Linked DNA regions of Mus musculus: regions 1, 3 and 4 are each linked to region 2. A link is a contact called in public HiCAR-type and HiChIP or PLAC-seq data. All regions are on one chromosome and are shown on one strand. Each heading gives the region's core, a stretch centred on a gene start, on an enhancer-like site or on the middle of the called end of the contact. The rest is flanking DNA. Distances are from core to core; before and after follow the strand shown.

What was found. HiCAR-type assays count read pairs that join an accessible place to other places. HiChIP or PLAC-seq counts read pairs in DNA pulled down with a chosen protein or histone mark.
Region 1: a contact with region 2 is called in a HiCAR-type map of astrocytes, with 4 times the contacts expected there. The contact joins the promoter of Dact2 here to the promoter of Phf10 in region 2. A contact is called at or near these places in 1 of 39 promoter capture datasets (cranial neural crest) and 3 of 115 datasets of contacts at active chromatin or transcription factors (astrocytes, epiblast stem cells and stem cell-derived neural progenitor cells).
Region 3: an H3K4me3 HiChIP or PLAC-seq map of embryonic stem cells shows a contact between it and region 2, with 4 times the contacts expected there. The contact joins the promoter of Smoc2 here to the promoter of Phf10 in region 2. A contact is called at or near these places in 3 of 39 promoter capture datasets (cranial neural crest, frontonasal cranial neural crest and second pharyngeal arch cranial neural crest) and 2 of 115 datasets of contacts at active chromatin or transcription factors (astrocytes and embryonic stem cells).
Region 4: a contact with region 2 is called in an H3K4me3 HiChIP or PLAC-seq map of bone marrow-derived macrophages, with 6 times the contacts expected there. The contact joins the promoter of Prdm9 here to the promoter of Phf10 in region 2. A contact is called at or near these places in 1 of 39 promoter capture datasets (pre-B cells), 5 of 115 datasets of contacts at active chromatin or transcription factors (astrocytes, bone marrow-derived macrophages, effector CD8 T cells and 2 more) and 1 of 9 other capture datasets (liver).

Annotation. Positions count from the first base shown.
Region 1 is chr17:14,202,235-14,205,493 of GRCm38.p6, reverse strand. Dact2 (dishevelled-binding antagonist of beta-catenin 2) reads left to right here and starts at 1,663. Exons shown (of 4, transcript NM_172826.3): 1 at 1,663-1,980. The coding sequence starts at 1,765. It overlaps Gm34510 (a long non-coding RNA gene), which reads right to left and starts at 1,787. Exons shown (of 3, transcript XR_001782252.2): 1 at 1,694-1,787.
Region 2 is chr17:14,959,685-14,962,781 of GRCm38.p6, reverse strand. Phf10 (PHD finger protein 10) reads left to right here and starts at 1,522. Exons shown (of 12, transcript NM_024250.4): 1 at 1,522-1,671. The coding sequence starts at 1,588.
Region 3 is chr17:14,278,251-14,281,393 of GRCm38.p6, reverse strand. It overlaps Smoc2 (SPARC related modular calcium binding 2), which reads right to left and starts at 1,888. Exons shown (of 13, transcript NM_022315.2): 1 at 1,595-1,888. The coding sequence starts at 1,678. It overlaps Gm52280 (a long non-coding RNA gene), which reads left to right and starts at 883. Exons shown (of 3, transcript XR_003952216.1): 1 at 883-1,282; 2 at 2,706-2,851.
Region 4 is chr17:15,561,403-15,564,956 of GRCm38.p6, reverse strand. Prdm9 (PR domain containing 9) reads left to right here and starts at 1,626. Exons shown (of 10, transcript NM_144809.3): 1 at 1,626-1,736; 2 at 2,020-2,143; 3 at 2,435-2,542. The coding sequence starts at 1,668.

The DNA.
Region 1 (3,259 bases), core at 414-2,913, 760 kb after region 2:
ATCCCCCAACAAGACCCATGCTGTCTTCTTTGCAGACACTGGCCACGTGACCCATAAATTCTGTGGAAATAGGGAGGGCACAGAGCAGGAGGCAGTAGTGAGAAGATACAGGGCTGGAGAGCTTATGTGTCCAGACTTCAGAACCCAGTGAAAAGGTGAGTCATTGACACAGCCTGGAACAAGCATAAATATGACAGAAAACAGAAATTCCTTCTCCATATCAGCTGACCCTCCATTGATCTACACCTCTCACTGTTTCCTGTTGGGCAGTGGGCTACACTGTCTGCAGAAAAATGAAAGAGACTCAGGAGGATCAAGGACAGAGCTCAGCCTGAGAGGATGAAGGACTTCAGAGTATCAGCTTTAAACTACAAAAGCTTAGAAGTCTGTAGCTTCGAATCAGGCAGCGACTTCTCAGTCGTCACACAGAAAGCAGTAAAAAGCGGGGAAAACTGGTGCAAGGAGGTAAAGATAAAGAGTAAAAACTTTAACCAAGCTCAGTGCTGCGAAGCTGTGATCTAGGTACACACAGAAGGCTGGAGTTCCTTGGAGACCAGCCTGGTCTACGGAGTAGTTCTGTTGTAGTAAGACCCGGTCTTAGAACCAAACAAAACAAAAATAGGGAAGTAAAATGAATAGAAACCTGTAGACTGGAGAAAACATTGTGAGAATCCTGTATCTAAGAAAGAAATTGCAAATAAGGAAAGAGTTTAAAGGAGACTCTGGTCTTCGTTACTAAGGAGATAGCCAACTTAAAGCAAGTAGCGAACCTGAATGACCGATTCTACAGGGAAAAGATACTTAACTTCCTCCTGCCCGAGGAATCACTGCAAGCTACACTCCACAGGCCTGGGTGCTCTGGATGGAGGCACCTTCCCACCCCTGCTTGGGAGGAAATGGTAAGAACACGGGAAAGTGGTCTCTTCAGTAACCACCCGCGATTCAACAATTCCTGCCTTCGGTAGACACTCAAGGAAGAGAAAAGCATTTTCATCCTGCCTGTGTGCAGAAGTGGATGACAGCTTCTTCCTAACTTATCACTGGAGGAACATGAAGACTATAGATACTCTACTCGGCCAGTAAAGTGCTGCAAAATGGGCGCGCCCGGAAGTCTAACAGCAAAAGACCCGGATAACAGGATTCCACTCAAGACAGTGTCCACAGGAGGCCGCTGGGGGGCTCTGAGCATGGAGTGAGTAAAGGAGGTGGGGGCGACTGAGAGTGTGCGGCTTGCTTCTGGGATCCAGACAGTGTTGCTGAAGTGACCACCATGGTGAGAGCTGCACACCTCAGGAACTTTCTAGAAGCTTCCTTAAAGGTGCGTAGCATGTGTGTGAAGCTGGACTCGGTACTGAGAAGCGAGCGCAGGTTTTCCATGTACATTGGCGAACCTGGTATAGGATTTTCCATTTTAATCAGCTTACAAATAGGAACGTGCGTCTTGCAATGTAAATTTTTTTCTTTTGTAATTTTTTTAAATTTAAAAACCTAAACAAAACCTTTGCCTATGCTTAAGCTCCTCTCTGTCCCTCTGCGGAGGGGCTTTTGGCCTTCCCCGATGAGCTCATAGGTCCCAGGGGCGCAGGGGTTGGGCGAGGGCGCGGCCGGTCGACGGGGCGGGCAGGGGGCGGCCGCTGTGACCTCGGGCGTCGCAAACACCGCCCTCCGCGGCCAGCGATAGGTCCCAACCCACCTAAGCGACCTGCAGCCGGGGGCGGGGAGACGCGACGGGGACGCGCGGCGCGGCGGTTGAGCGTCCGGGAGATGTGGGCACCGAGCGGCCAGGGGCCCGCGGGTTGGGACCGCCGCAGGGTGGGCGCGCGACTACGAGCCGCACTGGCCGGGCTGCAGGAGCTTCAGGGGCTGCGAGCCACGCAGCAAGCACGCGTGCGGGGAGCTCTGGGCCTGCACCCTGCGCCAGGGCCCCGCGGCCAGGAGCTGCGTCTGGAGGCGGCGCTGACCGCGCTACGGGAGCAGCTGGTAAGGAGCAAGTTGGGCGCGAGCGGCCGAAGGGACCTGCTGGGGCGCGATCGGGGCGCAGTTGCGTGGAATGTGCGAGCGGAAAGAGCAGATGCGCGGCTGCGTGGGGAGCGCGCCGCGGGGTGCGAGCTGGAGAGCCGCGCGCGGGACCCGGGGTTGACTGCGCACCGCCTCTGCGGCGGACACAACCTTGGTGCGGCGGCGCGCAAGTCTGGCTAGACACAGGCTGTTGTGGTGGGGAGCGTGGGCTCCATTCCGCCTGGCAGGAGTCTGCGCACATACTGACCTCATCCCGGGAGCAGGTCATCCGGCTACACTGCGTGGCTACACTGCGTGAACTTGAGCCACAGGGCACTGTACTGGGTTTGCTTGGGTCATTGAGGAGTCTTGCCCGCTGAGGATCGTCTCCAAGATTGCACGTCACCTGATCCCATTAAAAAAAAAAAAAAAATAAGACGAGTGTCCTCCGGTATGCGGAACGTGGGAGAGGGGATTAGTGGCGCTTTCTCATCTACCCGCGCCCATCGAGTCCCCCTCTGTAGACCACTTGGGGCCCCTCGGGAGTAGAATTGCTACCCATTTCTAGAAACAGCTCAAGGTTCCTTCCCCTCAGTACTGCAGTATTTTTAAAAGAACAAAATAGTGCGCACTCGAAAGAGTGTGATAGCGTTGCGTCCACAACTCTTTAAGTGGGATTTTTTTTTCACGGTGAAATTTGGATCTGTCCTGTTGAAAGTAGCCTCTTGGTAAAGTTCAGGGTGAAACTGCTGTGTTCCAATCAACTTTAGTTCAGAATAGTGTTGGGTTTGTGTCTAAAGAATCAGGAAGTCCAGTGTCTGAGTCACTACTCCCCAGGACACCTGGAATCTTCCCTGAGTGTAAGAGATCTGGCTGAGGGCGGAATCCAGCTGACAGTCTCCTCCAGTCTGAGACACCCAACTGCTGCCCAGAGAGAGACATGGCCGGTGAGGACTGGACTCTGTACACTGTTGCACCCACGGGACCAAGGCATTATAACAGGTGCCTGTCTTTAGGGGTGGGTGGGGGTGCTCCACACTGGTCACGTGATCTCAGCCAGGCAGGCGCACTGATGAGTTACAAGCATGACCCGTTCCTGAAGGTTAACGATTAAACCCCCCCCCCCACGTCAGCAATACACAAACCCAATCTGTGAGCCCTCACACTCCAATTACCAGGAGCCTGTGGAGAGATCAAACAAGCTTTTTGTTGACACACTCCCCCTCCTCTCCAGGAGACCAGGAGGAACACACTGGCTTTG
Region 2 (3,097 bases), core at 273-2,772:
GACATCCTGCTCTATGGCAGGCACTCCCTTCACCTCTACATTATTTGTCGGCTCTATACTTCATGTGGATACACTATATATATTTCAAAGGAGGAGAGAAGTGCTGGGCTTACTTTCTGGAGCTAGAAGCTGTGGCTGTGAAAGGGAACTCGAATTCTAAAATCCAAGAGCTAGATCACCACCACCTTTTCTGGTTTGGTCCCCTACATTCTTGGAAGTGTTGTGGGGAGTGGAGGGGATGGGGGGTGGGGGATGTAGGCCTGCCTCTCTGCCCCTTGCCTTTGTCCATTGGACCTGTTGTCTTCCTGGTGCTCTTTTCAAAGGGTGGGGTACGGCCTTTCCTGTGGCGAAGTCTAAGCACTAACATCAATATAAATCCTGTCCAAACACCATTGGACAATTGGCTTCCATTTCCAGGAATTCCCAATCCTGTGTCCTGCAGGTGACTGTGCTGACTCTGTCATATGATTTTGGGAACCTTCCCTATGTTCTCCTTGCCTGACTGGGTTCCGTTCAACCTGAGTGCTGCTGTGACTTTTCCCGTGGCCATGGGGGCCACTACGCCAAGGTCACAGGAGAAGCAGTTGTAGAACAAATGAGCCAAGAGCGCCTTGGGGATCCTGGGGTGTGTGGAGTGAAGATGGAGAGGTGGGGTGGAGAAGTCAGAAAGGACTCAGGAGAAGGGGATCTCAAAGAGGGAGGAGGCGGAGCTCCTGGGGTGGTTGACCCTAAGGGCTGCGAGAGAGGAGGAAGTGGGCTGAGGACACTAATCCTTCATTTACAGAAGGGAGCGAGGACCCTGGTGGAGAAGGGGAGGTCGCCGCGGCTGTGGAGACCCCGGGCTGAGAGGAGGGGCTGGGGACCGGTAGGGGTGGGGTTGGTGGGAGGATACCGCGCGGTAGGGACCCTCAGCTAAGGTGCTGATGATCGGGAGTGGGGAGGACACGGCGGCGTGGTGGCGACCCCGGGCTGAGGGGAGGAGCTGGGTACGGGGGAGGGATTGGAGAACAAGCGTGGTGAAGACACATCTTTGAGGGGAGGGGCTAGGGACCCAGGTGGGGACAAGGCAGGCACCGCCGACTGAGGACCCCCGGCTGACGCGCAGCGGAGGAGGGGAGGGGGCGGGACCGCGGCGGGGCGGGGCGGCGCGGAGCCGCGGCTGACGCGGAGGGCCGGGCCGGGGGCGCAGGGAAGGGGCGGCAGCGAGCTCGCCAGGCGGCCAGGAACCCGGGTGGGGCCGGGACCGAGGCGGTGGCTGGCCAGCGGAGCTCAGGCCGGGCGCGGCGCGCCGGGTGAAGGCGGCAAGGCGGCAAGGCCCCGGCCGAGGCCGGCGGAGCCGCGCAGCTGCGGCCGGCTGACGTGAGCGGCGTGCGGGTCCCGGCCGGCAGCGCGCTGGCGGCCATGGCGGTGGCGCTGGCGGGCCGCGGGGCGCGCGGCGGCAGGGGCCGGCCCCCGGGCGGGCGGGCGGAGGGGGCGGGGCCGGGGCGCCGGGCGGCCCGCGCGACAGCGGCGGCAGCGGCGGCGGCGGCGGCCGCTGGGACTAGGCGAAGGCGGCGACGACGACGGAGGCGCGGGGCGCTTGGGCTGATGGCAGCGGCCGGGCCCGGGGCGGCGCTGTCCCCGGGGCGGTGCGACAGCGACCCGGCCTCCCCCGGAGCGCAGTCCCCAAAGGTGAGCGGAGCGCGCTGCCCAAGGGGCAGCGGCCCAGGCCGGGCTCGGGAGAGAAGAGGAGACCGGGCGGCGGGTCCTGGAGCAACAAGTGCGGCGGACAGTGGGCGCGGACGTCGGGGAGACCTGCGCGGCGGGGTGGGAAGTTGTCCGGGAATAGCTGGGACCGGGGGACTCGGGAAGAGTGCTTGAGACGAAGCGCCCCCAGCCTGGGAAAGTCGGAAAAGTTGGCGGCCTTGGGGATCTCAGTCGGGGAGACGCTGAGCGGGACGTGCGCTCGGGGTCCCGAGTTGGCAGAACGTGGTTTCACACCCACAGACCCGGCCAGCCGAGGTGGCCCCCGCCACGTGCCGGTCCTCCCTGGTGGGGTCTCTGACTGCTCGCAGGGGGCTGCTGGCTCCCTGTCCTGACCGAGGATGGTGCGGAGGGGAGGGCCTTACCTGGAACGTAGCCCTTAGGATTCCTACAGTTGTGAGCTGGTAAACTCTGTGTCAACTTCCGTTATTGTTTCTTTTCGAGAGGATCATTGTTTTTAAGTAAAAGTATTGACATACAGAAATCCTTAAAATGTCCACAAATTAATAAAATAGTGCTTAAAATTAACGGTGTCAAGCCAGTATGGACCATGAATACAGTGAAAAACATACTAAGAAATTTAATTATCTTTCAACTTCTTGATTGTTAGCTTTAAAAGGGAATATTAAGTCTACTTGATTTCATTCTTGAAGAGTGAAAAGGGGAATGATTTCTATGTTCTTTTTTAATTTGGAAAGTAATTTTAGTAAATTCCTAGGTGCTGGAGACATAATGAAATATAAAGTCACTGCTAATCACAACGTTAACATATATCAGACAGCTATGTGCTACCTGGCTCTTATGTGATCACTTCACTGCATCCTTGCATCAGCCACCTAGGCTTTAGGACTGGGGAGAAGCTTGCAGCACACAGCTGGTGGAGGGCAGTGCTCAGTAAGATTCTCTGGCAGCCCGCAGTGCCATGCTGACTTGGCATGCTAGCCTGTGCTGCCTTTTCATTCCCTTCCGTGGGCCTTTATTGAAATTTATAGTAAGAGTAGTAGTGTTAGGAGCTATAGTACCTTGATTTAAAAAAAAAATAGGAGTTTAAGCCTATTAATTAACGTAATGAATTGTTTTTAAAACATTTGATTACTTATTTCCTTAATGGAATGGCTCAACAACCTATATCTCCTATGAGTTTATCACAAAGTGTTGAATTTCTGCCGCAGAAGAAAAGGAATGTAGTTAGACGTGGTAACCTGTATCCAGTCCTTCTTCATCTCCAAAGTAGCTAATTAAAATGCGCCTCCGGGGGGCCAGTTGTAAGCTGAAGGGTACTATGAAACTTACTAGTATTTATTTCCCAGCTCAAATAGGAAGGCTTGCTTTGATTTTTAAAGTGGTGTGGCTA
Region 3 (3,143 bases), core at 639-3,138, 680 kb after region 2:
GAAAATCTGTCCTGTTTACCAATCTTAGACAGAGAGGGGGGGGGCGGTGGGGAGAGAGCGCACAGAGGGTGAGACATGTCTACTTGATACTTTTAGAAAATAGTATAGTGATTACACAAGTCTGCTGCTTAGAGCTCAGATACATGGTGCTAAGACCTTTTGAGAACTGGCCAGTTTCCCAGTGGACTTTTTAAATTTGCTCGAAGTGTGTGCACGAGCTCTGTACATACATGAACATCTGTGCACACATTCATATATGAATGCATGCATGTCGTCCCTTCAGGCTCTTCGGGGTAGGGCAAGACTGGGAGTGAAAACTCCCTGCAGTTTCCAGCTATGGTTCTAATCTATCAGTCGCTCACGAGACACAAGGCAGGGCCCTAGGACTGCCCCAGAAGAATTTTAGGTATGAACAATGAACTCACTCAATCTTCCCCCTTTCAAGCTGCTGAGAAACAGGGAGAGGGGAAGAAAAAGCAACAGGCTGGCCAGCTTGCTTCACTTTTGCAAAAAGCTTCGACTCGTGGGCTAGCCCTGGTTTTCCATAGGCTAAGCACCCTCCCCAGGGCACCTACCACTCCAACACTCCTCTCCACGGGAGCCTGCTCACCACCTTGGTGTTTTCTTAAGCACTTGTTCAAAAACACGTTTAAGTGGAATGCTTTCGTTTCTGCAGATTGCATTAATTATGGGTTCCCTAGCGCGCGGGCCGCAGAAGGGCTGCCCGCCGGGCTCTGCAGACACCAGCCCGCAGGAGTGGCCGCGGTTGTGTTGGCCCGAGGTGGACGCGCTCAGCCCCCATCCACAGCGCGGCTTTTGGCACCTCACCTCGCGCCTTGGCGTAGCCAGTACTGCAACTAAGAGAGACAAACTTAGAGCGGTCAACCACAGTGCCACGCGCGCTCGGGAGCGCGCCCTGGCGCGCACTGCATCCTGCTCCTGAGGAGAGGACCCACGAGACCAGGGGCGCTCCTCTATGCCTCCTGTGCTGGAGATTGTTCCTCCTCTATGAGTTGTTTTTTTTGTTTTTTGGCTTTTGGATTTTGGATTTTTTTTTTTAAAGAAACGCGCTCTTTAATTCAATGTCATATCTGCTTCTTCCTCTCAATTAAGGGTTCTCTGAGATGCTCCGCCACAAGTGGAACACATGGGATGTGGCCCCTTTCTCCCCCATAAGGGGGGTTGGGGTACAAGGGGTCCTCGTGGCGCTGGAGCCGAAGATTGCCCGCTTCCTAATCCTAGGCTGGGTCGGTGGCGTTGGCAAGGTGGGCACCCAGTCCCGGTGAGTTCGCCCTGAAAGAGCTGAGGTGCATAAGTGGCCCAGATCCTTGTTCCTGTGCCATCTCATCTCGCCCAAAGTGGGGGACTCCAGGCACTCCTGCATGTCAACTCCCTTCTATCCTGGACTAGTAGGACCAGCAGCCCTTCACATACTGAGTAGCTATCGACCCTGGACACGCACGCTGTGGGACTCTCCCGAACCCACCTGTTGGGGATTGCTGGGCCACCTGCTCCCGGAGCCTTGTCCCAGAAGGAAGAGTGGGTTCTCAGTGAGGGACAACAGAGAAAGACAGGGGCGCGTCCCGGGACTTACCGTGAGCGCTGAGAACTTCTGCGCGGGCACCGGCGGCAGCAAGGCAGCGAGCAGCGGCAGCCAGCACAGCTGTGGCGGCAGCATGGTGACGCTGGAGGGGACCAAGCGAGGCAGACGCCCCACGCGCTGCGCCCTGGCACTCGGCGAAGATCCGGTGTGCGAACGTGCGGGCGAGCGGGCTAGAACTGCTCCGCGGTCCTATGGCCGCTGGTGGAGACCGCACGGCCCCTCCGTGCGCTCTGGCCGGCGCTCCCCGAACTGCCGCTGCTGCTGTCAAACAGCCCTAGTTTCCCCGGATCCTCCTGTCCCGCCCTCTTCGCCCTCCCGCCCGCAAATCTCCTCCCTCCGCCCCACCTCCCTTAGCCACCGCGCCCGCGCAGGGGCCGCCCGGCGCGCAGGGCTGTGAAGGAGACAGCGAAGGCTACCAGGACTAGGCAAGCGTGTGTTGATGCTGTTTGCACGCCTCCTTCAAGCCAATGCCAGGGCACACCTTACAGGCATGCACACTCACACTGGCTCCAAGAGATGCACTGAGCCCCACCCTCCTGGCCTAGGGCGCCTTCTGTCTTCACCTTGGAGGGTCCCCACTGTGCCTTGGCTCGCCTGTGGCTTTACATTCACCAGAATGTAGCACTCTGAGATGCTAAGTGGTCATTGGCTCCTCGGTAGGGCCTCTGAGAACACCAGGAGTCCTGCATCTTTCCGCAGGTTAACGAGGAGGGCGGGAGGGGTCTGAAAACAGATCTGTGAGGCAGATGACTTCCTTGAGTTGGGCAAACTTAGAGAAAGGTGAGCGCACACATTGATGTGGCCGCTTCAAACAGTTTAGGCAAGCATTTCAGGTGTTCGGCAGCAAGCGCATTTGAGTAGGCTTTTGACTGTGATAGAAACCAAGGGGATTTTGCGCACCAGGTCCTGCAAAAGGAGCATTGCTGAAATAGTTTAGCCCTGGCTGGTAGCTTCACAGGAAAAGGCCCTAATTCTACCTCACGCAGAAAGCCAGCTGGGAAGACTTTCGAGAACAAAGAATCAATTGACTTGTCAGGGCCTCTCTGTAGGGAGCAAAACAGCAAGCTCACCTCTAACTTCTCTCTCCTCTGCTGCTCTGGAGATTCCTGTGAGATCGTAGACCAATCAGAAAGCAGCTACCCTGCCCTAGCCCAACACGGGGACCTCTGGAGAAGAACAGCGCTGGAGCTCCAAAAGGATAGCCTTGAAGAATGAAGTCAACCGAGCAAACAGTCCCAACTTCATCAGGTGGGCTGTGCCTATTTTCAGGAGGTCATTAGGAGTGGGCTTGTGGACAGCTGACATTCCCTCACTGGAGGAGAGAACGAATGGGAAGTATCACTGGACTTCACCTCAGATGGCGGGTGTTCGTGCAGTTCTTCCTAATAGTTGTCCTTCAGGGCCTCTGGAGGTACTCGAGATCATGAGCTGGGGCAAATTCCCCGAGAGGGGCTCCATCTATGTGGGTGTGGAAGCCATCATCCAAGCTGTGTGAAGACTGGACTATGGATGCTCTGACGTTAATCACATTCCTGCAGTG
Region 4 (3,554 bases), core at 377-2,876, 600 kb before region 2:
CCACGAACATTTTAGTAAACCTATGTGCTTATTTATTAAAGTTATTGTTAAATTAGAGGCTTTTAAATTTTTTTTTTTTAAACTCTTTCATAGCCTAATTTTTAGGTTCTTTTCCGGAGAGCCTTATTTGTTTTGATTTTGTCTATCTATTTGATTAAGCTACTTATCTCAGGCGAGACGTGAGCTCAGGGTATGCCTGCCAAAGCTGGACTTCCGGTCCCACCCTCATCCCCGGCTTCCCGGTGCCCAGCTCCAATTGGAGATTGACTGAAACCCCACTCTAGAGCAGACCTAAGCACTTAAAGCTCTGCTCCATGGTTTTAAGACCTTTAGTAGACAGGACACAGGTCAGGTAACACAGCCTGCCACATTGAAAAAGAGGAGTCTGAAGGAACGGACGCCGCACAGAGAACAAGTGTGCGCCTGCGCGCTGGCCACTACCTGATTCGTGCAGGGGCCTGGCAATCCCAGCGAGGGGAGGGGCAGCCTGGAGAAAGCCACGGGCAGGAATTGCACCCTGACTGACAGGCAGAGCTCCGCCCTCCGCTTTTCTTGTTCCCGCCCCTCAGCCAGCTGTCTGTCAATTGGCGGATTCTCCTGTCAGTCAGCCTCGGAACTCCTCAGAGGGACGAACGCCGGCGGTGGCCTCAGAGCCGCGGGATTCTGGACCATGAGTGCAGGCGAAACCTTCAGGACCAGCGAGGCTTTCTAGGCTCAGCCCGTGAGACCCCATATCCCCTAAATTAGATTCGGACCCCCTCAGCGTGACACGCGCGCGCGCGCTCACACGCACACACCCGGTCACCTCAGCTTCTCGGGAACTCCAAACGCCCTTTGGCTGAGTGAGGTCCCAAATGCACTTGTGCGGAACCAACCCAGCCTCTGCCTGAGGAACCTGGGTAGCTCGCCTCAGAGAGACTAAGTTTCCAGACAGGAAACCTGGACTCTCAGCGTAGAGACTCTCCTAAGCCCCAAAGACCCCAGACGCCCTCGGTCTCGAGGACCTGTCTGTCACTCCAGATTGGCTTCCAGAGATCCTAAATGCTCTCGTCCCGCAGGACCCTAAATACCTCCGACGTGACAAATCCCAACTCTTCGTGACATAATCGTCAAATCTCGTCAGACTGCGAGTCTCCAAACCTTATTTCACAGCCTGAAAGACTCCTCTAGCCTACGAACCCAATTCCTTCAATCTGATGCACCCCACTCCTCAGCCCGAGGTCCCCAAAGTTAAAATCTCAGCCAGAGCGTTCCTACATTTTCACCAGAGGGACTTCAATCCCTTGTACTCGGGATTCCCGAATCCATTTACCTGAAAACATCTTTCAGACCCTGGCTGACTCCTTGGTCCAGATGAAGAGCAAGTGGGAATGGGGTGGGGGGGGACACCGGTTGGCGGGAGGAATCTTCCTTCCTTGCTGTCGCAGGTCCTGACCCGGACGGAGGGTCGGTGCCTAGGTTTAGGGCTCAGTCCAGAATCCTTGCTCCTGCACCAGAGTACTAGACCTCGGAGTCCGAAGAAGCTGCCTGTGTTGGCTGCATGGATTCCCAGCCCCTAGCTCCTTCCCATGTGCTGGTGGGCATCTCTGATCGCCTAAGGCCCTTAGTTACCTCTTCATCCATAGGACCATAGGACCCTGGACCTCTCCAGTGAAATGTCCTGCACCATGAACACCAACAAGCTGGAAGAAAATAGTCCTGAAGAAGATACAGGGAAATTCGAGTGGAAACCCAAGGTAGTACGAAGTTATCCTTGAGTCAGGAGGATCATGGGGTGGGCAGAGGCAAACAGCCTTGAGTACCAATACCATATTGATTTTTCCTATGACAAGAAGGTGGGTCCCGATATGTGAGAGAGGAAAGGCTCATTAGCAACTGCTCTGTCAGCATGAACATCCAGTGTTTGCTTAAAGAAGGTTCTGGGAATGGGAGGATAACCTTGGTCACTGAGACCACATTCCAGGGTCCCAAGCCCGGCCCAGCATGTTCCGTTTTTTGTTTTTATTTTTTTTCCCCCAGGTCAAAGATGAATTCAAAGACATTTCCATATACTTCTCCAAAGAAGAATGGGCAGAGATGGGAGAGTGGGAGAAAATTCGCTATAGAAATGTGAAAAGGAACTATAAAATGCTGATTTCAATAGGTAACAAGAAGTCTTCGGTTGAACCAGTCTAGATTAAAAAAATAAAATCTCAGTTCCCATGTTCCCATGTTATGTTAGGGTCTTCCCAGGTATCTACAGTGGTACAGTTCCCAATGGAGACAAGTTTAGAGGAAACGTGTGTGTGTGTGTGTGTGTCTGTGTGTCCAGGACTAAATGTTAGCACTGGCCCTGTAGAGATCTCATCTCCACACCCAGAGCCTACCTGGCCTTGTGATACATTTGTTCCATCCTCTAGGGCCTTTTTAAGAGGAATATTTTGCTGCTTTTCAGGTCTCAGAGCCCCTAGACCAGCTTTCATGTGTTACCAAAGGCAAGCAATGAAACCCCAAATAAATGACAGTGAGGATTCTGATGAAGAGTGGACACCTAAGCAACAAGGTGAGGAGAGGCTAGGAGAGTTTAGAAGTGAGGTGAGGGGGCAGGAGAATTTAGAAGTACCCATCGGAAACCAAGCCAGATTTAGGTTCCATAATGTCTCAGAACCAACTTCTGAAAACTGGGTGTTTCAGAATCAAGGGTCAGCAAACAAACAAGATGCAATGCAAAATTAATAGTAAGAATCTATTCCTGTACATTTTAAAATATGTGAAAACTATATGCTATTTATAAATATAATAAATATGAAATATATACAAATCTGGGCATGAACAAGAAATATCAAACCCAAAGTAGCTAGGATAAGCACCTTACCTAGTCTGTAGCCTGCGTGCTTATTATTAATCATGTAAATATGACCATGGTTGTGCAAATGTCTCTTCAAGATCTTATTTTCACTCTTTATATGTACATAAAGAAATCTAAATCATAAAGTAATTCTATTTTAATTTTTTTTTTTGAGACAGGGTTTCTCTGTGTAGCCCTGGCTTTCCTGGAACTCACTCTGTAGACCAGGCTGGCCTTGAACTCAGAAATCTGCCTGTCTCTGCCCCCCAAGTGCTGGGATTAAAGGCATGGGCCACCACGCCCAGCTCTATTTTAATTTTTGAGGGACTTACTATTTCTGGTAGCTGTGCCATTTTATATTCCCATCAAAGGTGGTCATTCAAGCATTCCAATTTGTCCTCATCCTTGCCATTACTTCTTATGATATATCACTGGGACTTTAATTTTCATTTCCCTGATAACTAATTGTGTTGAACACTTTTTTCTATGCTTGTTGGCCACTTAAATATCTGGAGAAATGTGTGCTCGTTGCATTAATTAGGTAGCTAAAGAGCTGTCAACAAAATATCATGTGCTAAATTTTTAAGCAGAAATATATTTCTTACAGTTCTAGAGGCTAGAAATCCAAAATGGGAGTGCTGCCTTGTCAGGTTTCAACAATGGCTTCTCCTTTGTGTATAAGAGATCTCCACTGTGTATTCACATGAACTATGTGTGTTCATGTGTA